Regions from separate parts of the Sus scrofa genome. Here region 2 is linked to region 1. A link is a contact called in public HiChIP or PLAC-seq data. All regions are on one chromosome and are shown on one strand. The core of a region is the stretch at or near the end of the contact, and the rest is flanking DNA. Distances in the headings are between cores, read along the strand shown. Region 1 holds the start of TMEM101 (transmembrane protein 101). Region 2 holds the start of ASB16 (ankyrin repeat and SOCS box protein 16).

Region 1 (5,139 bases), core at 103-2,602:
TGTGGTGGGCAGGTAGAGCAGAGATAGATAACTCTTTTTATCAGAAGTGAAAAGTGAGGCCCTGAAGGGTTAATAAAGTCGTCCAAGGTCCTACACAAAGTAAGCGGCAGAACCCAGATGCCAAGCATTGCCCCCCCTCCCCACCCCAGTTCTGCTCCCTTGAATCCCAGTGTTCTTTCTGGTGTACAGTATAGTCTGTTCCACAAAGTAACCACTGATCTCACTGTCCTGCAGCTATTCACACATCTGCCTCCCCTACTGGACTGACAGTCCATTCCTTGAGGGTAGTGCCTTAGTCCAGGCTTTTCTCCAAGCATGTAGTGCCTAGCACAGGTTCTGGCATTTACAGGCTTAAATGCTGCCCTAGGATTAATTAAATTTCATAAAATCAGATGGTCAGATCAGATATTTCAAAGGTCCTTTTTGTCCTATGAGTCTGAGATAACAGACTACATCCTAAACCAAGGATTTAAATGTAAATGTAATGCCAACTGTGGTGTAACTTTGGGAAAGTCTGTTTCCCACCTCTGGACCTCAGTTTCCACACTTTGAAAGGCAGGCTTGTGTGGTCTCTAAATCCTTCTGTTCTGCGATCTGTGATAATCTCTACAAGCCTGGGGTTCCGCCTTCTCAGGCTTCACCCAACTGTGCCGGGCACTGGCTCCTCGTCATCCCAGCGAGGTCCCATCTAGGGCCGAGGTGCTCACCTTCAGCCAGTCCCCGTAGTGGACGTAGCCCCCGATGTAGGCGGCGTAGGTGCTAACGGCCAGCTGGAGTGCGGCTCCCAGCGCGAACCAGCGCCGCTTCACTCCAAAGGACATGAAGCTAGCGCACAGCACGGCCGCCCCCATGTCGAAGTACAGGTAGGGCACTGGGATGTCGGGCTTCCTGTGAGCCGGGAGGTGGGAAGGAACAAGGACAGAATGAAGCAAAGAATGAAGCGGGAAGAGCCTCGGGACACCCTGAGCTCCCGCAAGCTCCACTGCTTCCCCAAACCAGAGCCCCCCTCATGGCTAGGACCCCGCACTACCCTCGCTACCCACCTTGCTCCAGACCAGAGTCCCTAACAAGTTTGAGGCCCCAAATCCCCCCCAGTACAAGCGTCCCAACTTTCTGGGCCCCGACTTCTTCCCCACCTCACCGCACCCCCGTTCCTGAGACGGGCCGGACAGCCCCCACCACGTTCAGCGACCGCGCGGAGCCGCTCACCGGCGCGCCTCGGCCCTCTCAGCGTACAGCATGAGCTGGCTGAAGCAGCCCCAGAAGGGGCAGCGTGTGAGCAACACGGAACCCAGCTGCATGATCAGCTGCAGCATCCACCGTCGCGAACCCATCTTCGACGCCATCTTGAAGAAGGGCAGTCCGCCGCGGCCTCACCCCGGCCAGGGAGGTGGGTGAGGGCAATGCAACGCGCAACTTCCGGGCCTCGCGAGGGTTTTTTTTCCCCTTCCGTCGGGAAACAAAGCTCTCTTTCTCTAGTTCTGGACCGAGGGAAGTGTTCTAGCTGCGGGGTTCAGCCTTAACTTCTGCCCACTGAGGCTTAAGGGCCCCTTCGTGTAGCTGTAAAATTGAAAATTAGAGTAGAAAAAGGAACAGTAAACGAACTAACTTTTGAATGCATCTAAACCTGGGCTCCAACCCTATCGCCTTACACTTCACAAGATATATCTGGGAAAGGGGGACAGTGCTGGTCCTAGCACATGGCGGGTTCAATAGTGTACACACACACACACAACCCCCACACCAGAGGAAACCCTCTGCTTCTGCTTAAGTTCAAAGTAGGAGGGTCTTCTAAGAGCCACTCCTGAGAAGTCTGGCCCTGGTCTGCACTTCTGCTGTCCCCTGAGAGAAGAGAGCGCGCTGATGTGGACATGAGACATCTCAATCAGTGTGTTTTTCTCCAGCTCGGTGCTCCCACTCTAGCCCAAACCACCACCTTTTGTCAGTTTAACTGCAGTAGGCTTCCACCGGTCTTCCCCACTTCTTTGTTTTCAGCTCCTCGGTGTTTTGCTTTTTCTTTTTTCCTCTTTCTAGGGCCACACCCAGCAGCATACGGAATTTCCTGGGCCAGGGGTGCTGCGCCCGCTTTTGCAGAAACACCAGGTCCTTAACCTACTAGGCCACAGGGGGAACGCCTCGGCTCGCCCATTTTATGTTCTCATAACCATCAGGCACCCTTCCTTTGATTCACTTGATATATTGGCAATTATATACTTGTGATTTTTTTGTTTGTTAATGACTAGATTAACACTAGATTGTGAGCTCCATGAGGGCAAGGATAACATCTCCTTTTTTTACTATTATATCCTCAGGGCCTAGGAAGATGCATTCATGAATTGTGTGCTGCATAGATAAATAAACACAAGGTGTTACCACTACGTTTTGTCTCAGTAATTATGTGTTGAATAAATAAGCAAAAGTTCTGGGCACTCTGGGATTGCCACCACAACGCTACCCCTACCTATCTTCCTCCACCCCCACCCTGCAACATATAAATTCATCTTCTAATACTGAAGTTAAGACTACAAGTACTTCCATTAGGCCTTTTAATTTGGGAAATCTGTTTCCATTTCCCTGGGGGTAGTGAAGGGAAGAGGGCTGGTGTCCAAATAACATTTCTGACAATGTGAATTTAAAATTCACCATCATGGGAGTTCCTGCTGTGGCACGGTGGGTTAAACTCAGGCATTGCCACAGCTGTGATGCAGGTCACAGCTTCGGCTTGGATTTGATCCCTGGCCCAAAGAACTTCCAAGGGTGCAGCCAAAAAAGAAAAAAAAAAAAAAATATATATATATATATATAATTTATATGTAACATATAAACTATTATATCATGAAACTATATTTATATTTGCTTGTGTTCTAATTATATGATCATATTATGATTTTATTGTATGTTATATTTATATTTATATTAATATAACATAAAATAAAGTTTCCAATCAGCCAGTGAAAGCTAGACAACAAAACACCTTTTCACATCTAGTTTTCTTACAGTCACTAGAATACGGGATTCCCTTGTGGCTCAGCAGGTTAAAGACCCAGTGTTGTCCTGCTGCAGTGACACAAGTTCGATCCCTGACTCAGAAACTTCCATTTGCCACAGGTACTACCGAAACAAAACAAAACAAACTCACTAGGATGCCTGGGTATATCAGAAAGAATGCTGAGAAAGAGATCTACCCATGCAGAAAGCTAGGGAATGAGAGTGTGTGATCGCTGGGATTGGGGTCGGGATAGGAGTGGGAAATCTCCAGGCACTGAGAATGAAAAGACTGGGTTAAAAGTCGTTTTGCCTACTTCCTCCCTCCACCCCCCCCCCCAGGGACAACCACATAAGACAAGTTTTTTCACCAAAATACAGGCACATAGTGCAGAATCAACTTTCCAGTTGGTTTTCTTTTTCTAATCTCCTCACCCATCCCCAATTCAAATGCAACAAGATACACAGCCCTCAAGAAGGAGCTAAGGTGCTGAGACCTGGGATAGTTTATGTCCACAAAATAGTTCCAGGAACAATACCCTTACCTCACCCCAGCCCCATCATAATTTTTCTGATCAAGTCCCCAGCAGCAGAGGCCAGGGACATATGAGAGGAGGGGGAAGGAGATTCAGATCAATGAAATCTTCCTTGTACCCATCCCACCCCAGCTCCCTCCAGTCTTCAGCCTCTGCCTCTTAGTGCTCTCTTCCCCACAGCAGTGTTGAAGACTAGGGGCCAGATCCCTCTTCTAGGGCCGGGAGAGATGACGGCATTGTGCTAGGTCAGAGGGATATAGGTGAGGGAGGGGTGGTGGGTCCTAAGCCCCAAGATGAACACAATCATCTCTCTCTCTCCTCCTGTCATTCCTCCCACCTGGTCTGGCAGACAACTGAGCCCCAAAGACACCGAAGGACCATCCCTCTTCCAGCTGCCTCTCTAGAGGGCTCCCCTGCTCCCCAGTTCCTCTGGGGCCCTGCTTGTACTTGCACTCAGCCATGTCCACGGCCACAGCCAGTGACCGGCATGATGCCTATGATACCCAGCAGAGTAGTAGCTGTCTTGACCAGGCTCAGCCAGGGCTCCACACTGCTCGGCACCACACCGCCAGCCGCCTGGGGCCAGTACCAGTCAAGTTGCCCGGGTTGGCCACACAAAAGTGCCACAGGTGGCCCAGCTTCCTGAAGGCCGGTGCTTCACAGTCATATACCCAGGGATTACTGGCCAGCAGCAGCTGCATGCCTGCTGTCCAGATGGTCACGACATCTTGAACTTGAGGTGCTACAGCCAGCTGCCTCTGATAGAGGAGGCCCTGCACTTGCAGGGCTGCAAAGCCCTTGGCCTGCAGCTTGCTGCTGATGATGTTCCCAGCCAGAGAGCACCTCCAGGTTGGCCTGGTGGCCAGGACTGCACCCCTGACTCACTGCAGCTGGTTCCCAGCCAGTTCTGCCAGCATAGGTGGAAGAGGCCCCAGACCCCAGCAGTGCCCAGCTCTGTCTGGTTATGTCACTCGGGTCCAGCTGCCTCAGGTTCCCGAGTCCCCACAGGCTGCAGGGATCCTGGATGGCAAGCAGGTTGTGAGAGATCCAGGCAGAGCAAAGGGTGACAGGAAAGTCTAGGCATAGGAAGGCAAGCTGGTGTGGCTGAGGTCCAGCTGCTCCGGAAACGCAGGCCCCCCAGGGCTCCACCAGCCAGATCCCATGGGACACTGTGAGAAAGCAGCGGCACCTGCAGTCCCCACAGGCCCTGGTAGGAACCACCTGTCACGTGGTTGAGACAACTGTGGCTCAGCTCCAAGCGCCAAACTGTCAGGGAGCCTAGGAGGGGGCTGAGCACGTGGAGGACCCCACAGTTTACACAGTGCCCAAGACTTGGCAGGTACATAGTGCTGGGCACACTGCCTCCAGACCCCCGAGCAAGGCTAAGGCCACCATTGTGGCCATGGTCACTGTGAGGAAGGAGTGGCCACATCTGCCCCATCCTCGCCCCATGGGCTGGAGTGAGGATGGCACCCGGGCAGTCACAGATGCCGAGTGAGACCTCGTGTCTCGCTCCTCCACCCAGAAGCCTGGGGATGCTAGGGGAGAAAAATAAAAGCAAACATTATTCAGGGGTCTCACCATCTGCTGGGTCCCCCAACATGGTATCAAGCTCACC
Region 2 (4,730 bases), core at 1,459-3,958, 130 kb after region 1:
GGGTATGTATTTTATGCTTCGGGTTATAATCCAGTACTACTTTATTTTGTGGCCATGCAACTCTTCACCACCGTAGTTTCTCTGAACCCCCTTTTAGGCAAGAGTTGGACAAGGGCCGTGGTGGGGTGTAAAGGGTCTTCTTATGTCGCCCTCCCATTCTCTCGTCCTTCCTAAGTGCACCTTGCACAGCTTCTTTCTCTACCCCCACCCCCGTCCCCTGGTGGCTGACTCCCCAGCTCTGCCCCCAGGCTGGAGCCCACCTACTCGGTGCTCTTCCTGCACCTAAGCCACCGGCGCCGCTGGCCTGCGGGCCCTTCCCCACTCACCCCCACCCCCACCCCGCCGAGCCCTGGTCTCTGCCGCTCACGATCCCGACACACGTCCTGGTTCCTTGCATACTCATCACGCCACAGGTTCTGAGCTCCCAGAAGGCAGGCTGGGGAGCCAGTCGCCTGGCACTGTTCCTGCCAGTGAAACTGGGCTCCATGTGGGTTGAAGGAAAGGCCTCAGGAAGTTAATGCTGAGGACAGTTTTTCTGCCCTTAGGAAATTAAAGCTAAGGACAGGAGACAGAACCTACGGGATCTGAGGACCGAGCTGCAGTCAGAGCACCTTCAGGCTTGTGACAAGGCTGCAGAGAGGCTGGGAGGTCAGCACAGCCGCGGGCCCCACTCGCCAAGGCTCCTGTGTGCCTAAGGGCAAGGGGACGCCCACCCAGCCTTGCCATCGCCCAACCCTGGGAACCCAGCTGTGGGTGCTCAGCCCGGCCGTTGGTGGGGTAGTTAAACCATCGAATAGGTGCCAACAGGGTTAATCACAGCTGCGTTTATAGAGGCGCCTTTCTCCGAGGCTCTCCAAGGCCTGGCTGGGCATGATCTCACTCCTCTGGGATCCCCCACCCTGGAACACCACCAAGACGCTGGGGCCGGAGTGGGTGAACCGCAGGGTAACGGCAGAACCGGAAACAGCCAGGGCTGCTGCACCCACTCGGGCAGGCAGATGAGTGGTGGCCCTGGCGGGGAACAGGGGCCCTCAGTCAACATGCTACACAGGAGGCCGGCCCCCCACAAGCCAAGGGCTCCCAAACACCACATCAAGAGCTGCTGCGTGATAGGCCCGACTGGGTACCAGAACCCCAGCTGAATCGATTCAGGTCCTGCCCTGGAGCCCACATCCAGCGCGGCAGGCTGTTATCCACGGTCCTGGGGACAGGGGCTCGACAACCTGCAGGAGAAGTCCTTCAAGAGCAGGGACTGGAGAGCGGCTAGAACCACAGGGGTGGGGGAATCTGAGCTGCTGTAGGGACGGCTCCCAGAGCAGGTGACCTTTGAGGTGGACTTTGAGGAATGAGTCAGAAGGGAGTTCCAAGCAGAGGGAATGGCAGGGAACCGTGACGGGGACGCTGCCTTACATGAGGCCAAGCTGGGGCATTGGAGTTGGAGGGAGAGCGCAGGGCTCAGGGGTTTGGAGCTGGGGAGTGAGCTGTTTCGGATCCTGCCTTTGGGGCAGTGGAGCCCAGGGGTTGTGGCCCGAGGAAGGAACACCGGGTAGGAGGCTGGGCTGCTCCAGGTTAAAGACCTTGAGTCGGTGCCTGCACGTGTGCCAATGGGAGCCTTGTGAGGGTACCAGGGAAAGGATGGGGTCGGGGACTCCTGAGCCGGGGCCCTGCAGGGCCAGGCAGTGGAGGAAGCGCAGTGGGCAGAGGCGCCCAGAGGGGTGTGGGCAGACCCACCCTGAGGGGCTGAGGGGCCTCCCGCCCTCCCCTCCACTGCTCGGCAGTAACACCAGCTAGTGCTGTTTCACGGCCTCATTCCTCCCCCTAGAGGCTTCTGGAAGCATAGCAACTTTCTCCAGAGAGTGAGTGGGTTTGTGACAGACGGTTCCTAAAGTTTAAAGGGAAAGCAGTGGGTCTTCCTCAGGCACCTAAACCCTCTTTAGGAGCTCGGGGGTGGGGTGGGGGGACCAAAACAAGATGCACTGAAGGCAGTTTTGGGGGCTGGGCTGTCCTGCTTAGAAGGTGGGGAGAGGCTCTCACTGAGGTGCACCATCTATGAAGTCAGGCCCACTGGGGTCCTAGCCTGGCTCCCGGTCCACAAGCTGTGACCTCGAGCCAGTGAGTTCACCTTGCCTGCCCATCTCAGAGGAGCCAAACTGATGATTAGCCTGATCGTATAATTTCTTGTCAAAACCAAGTTTGCTGTTTACGTGGGTGAGCCAGGAAGCAGGGTCACCTGAGTAAACATGGATATGAAAGTGATTTAAGGCGTTCCCATTAGCTCAACAGAAATGAATCTGACTAGGATCCATGAGGACGCAGGTTCGATCCCTGGCCTCGCTCAGTGGGTTAAGGATCTGGTGTTGCCATGAGCTGTGGTATAGGTCGCAGACACGGCTTGGATCCCACACTGCTGTGGCTGTGGCATAGGCCAGTGGCTACAGCTCCGATTTGACTCCTAGCCTGGGAACCTCCATATGCCGAGGGTGCGGTCCTAAAGAGACAGGAAAGAAAAAGTGATTTAAATATTGTAAAATCTTGTGCCTATAGGTGCAGAGTTATTCCTGCTACTGCAGGTGTCTGAACCCTGACGTGACCTGCCCTTATTTCCTGGACTGGGGTCCTCCCTCCAGCCAGCATCAGAGAGGTCTGGGGATTCTGACACTCCCCCCCTGTCCTGTCCATTCCCTGCTTGACTGTTTCACTCACCTCGGACGGGACCTTGCCACCCCAAGATGCTCACTCCAGAGACGCGGGAGGATGCAGGCCTGGGGCTCAGCCGAGGGCTGGCTCCCCATTCGGAGGGTATCCGCAGGGGCTGGCCCTCTCCCCGGGCTGGGGGTTGGCCCAACACCTTCTCCACAAAAAGATGATGACTCTGGGCAAACCATGTTTATCAGAGCTGCGAAGGGCCTATTTATAGCCTCAGCTGCTTCTCTCTGGGTCACGGGTGAGGGGGCAGGGTGGCCTCTCAGAGCGAGGGTGGCAGTCGCACCCGAGGGAGGCTGGCTCTGCTGGGCGGCGGCTGCCCAGACCCCCGGATCGCGGCCCATGGCGGAGGAGACCTTCCCCTTCACCTCCTCCACCCTGCGCTCTCTCCGCCTGCAGCGGGAGTGGCTGGAATGGGAGGACCGGCGGCGGGCGGCAGCCCAGCGGTGCCGGAGCCAAAGGTGCCCCTCGAGTTCGCGGGCCCGACTCACCAGGCCGCGCCGCTCCTGCCGGGACCCGGCTGTGCACAATGCCCTGTTCTCCGGCGACCTGCAGCAGATCCAAGCCCTGTTCCAGGACGAAGACGCTGCCAACATGATTGTGGAGACTGTGAGCAACCAGCTGGCCTGGTCAGCTGAACAGGGTAGGGAGCACCAGGTGGGGGCCGAAGAGCAGGGAGAGGGAGGAGGGGGGAGGGGAGAGCGCCTGGGTCCATCGCCTCCCTCCTGACCTGAGACTAGACAGTCCCTTCCCACGGCCCATTCTGCCCCCACCCCCCAAAACAGAGAGGAGGCACACTGAGTGGTTTGTGTGTCTTTTCAGAATTAACATCATGTTAACATATTACATGAATTTCATAGGCACACAGTTATATTCTTTTTTTTTTTTTTTTTTTTTTGTCTTTTTGCCCTCTGTAGGGCCGCTCCCACGGCATATGGAGGCTCCCAGGCTAGGGGTCTAATCGGAGCTGTAGCCACCAGCCAACACCAGAGCCACAGCAATGCAGGATCCGAGCTGTGTCTGCAGCCTACACCACAGCTCACAGCAACGCCGGATCCCCAAACCGCTGAGCAAGGCCAGGGATCGAACCTGAAACCCATGGTTCCCAGTCGGATTCGTCAACCACTGAGCCACGGCAGGAACTCCCACAGTTATATTCTAATGCAGTTTTTTCCTCTGAATATATAGCCGTAAATATAGAGCCATACATGAGTATTTTTTCTTTTGGAGAAGGAAATTATACTCCAGATGCTATTTATAGCCTAATATTTTTTTCATGTAACATCTTTCTATGTCAATTACCATAAATCCACATAATTTTTTTTTTCTTTTTAGGGCTGCACCCGTGGCATATGAAGGTTCCCAGGCTAGGAGCTGAATCAGAGCTATACCTGCTAGCCTACACCACAGCCACAGCAACGTGGGATTCAAACCACGTCTGTGACCTACACCAACAGCTCACAGAAGTGCCACTGATGGAGGCCAGGGATGGAACCCAAGTCCTCCTGGATTCATTTCCACTGTGCCACAATGGGAACTCCCTTTTAAAGGGCAATTGACTGTTTTTGTCTATGACACACATACTGTGTTTTGTTACAGATTGACAAACTGTAACAGTTTACACTCCCAACTGGGGGCCTAAAGGAGCCACTTTCCACAGGTACAGAGAGCACAGAGTTGTGCTCAGCCCGGTGTGCAGAGGGAGGGCCAGTGTCATTTGTACATACAGCCTGCCCCGCCCGCTGTCTCACATACGTTACCCCCACACTACCTGCTCTCTCCAGGGTTCTGGGTGCTGACCCCCAAGGCCAAGCACACGGCACCCCTTACCATCACTGCGGCCCGAGGCTACACCGACTGCGCCCGCTACCTGATCCGGCAGGGAGCCGAGCTGGACGCTCGAGTCGGGGGCCGCACAGCCTTGCACGAGGCCTGTGCCCGGGCCCAGTCCGACTGTGTGCAGTTGCTGCTGACCTTCGGCGCCAAGGTCAACGTGTTGTCCGAGGAGGGCACGACCCCCTTGCACC

What was found. HiChIP or PLAC-seq counts read pairs in DNA pulled down with a chosen protein or histone mark.
Region 2: a contact with region 1 is called in an H3K27ac HiChIP or PLAC-seq map of skeletal muscle. The contact joins the promoter of ASB16 here to the promoter of TMEM101 in region 1. A contact is called at or near these places in 4 of 47 Hi-C or Micro-C datasets (alveolar macrophages, embryonic fibroblasts, fetal heart ventricle and 1 more) and 2 of 2 datasets of contacts at active chromatin or transcription factors (alveolar macrophages and skeletal muscle).

What each region holds. Positions count from the first base shown.
Region 1 is chr12:19,161,846-19,166,984 of Sscrofa11.1, reverse strand. TMEM101 (transmembrane protein 101) reads right to left here and starts at 1,352. Exons shown (of 4, transcript NM_001244685.1): 1 at 1,210-1,352; 2 at 708-888. The coding sequence starts at 1,346.
Region 2 is chr12:19,038,459-19,043,188 of Sscrofa11.1, reverse strand. ASB16 (ankyrin repeat and SOCS box protein 16) reads left to right here and starts at 2,708. Exons shown (of 5, transcript XM_021066898.1): 1 at 2,708-3,346; 2 at 4,488-4,730. The coding sequence starts at 2,755.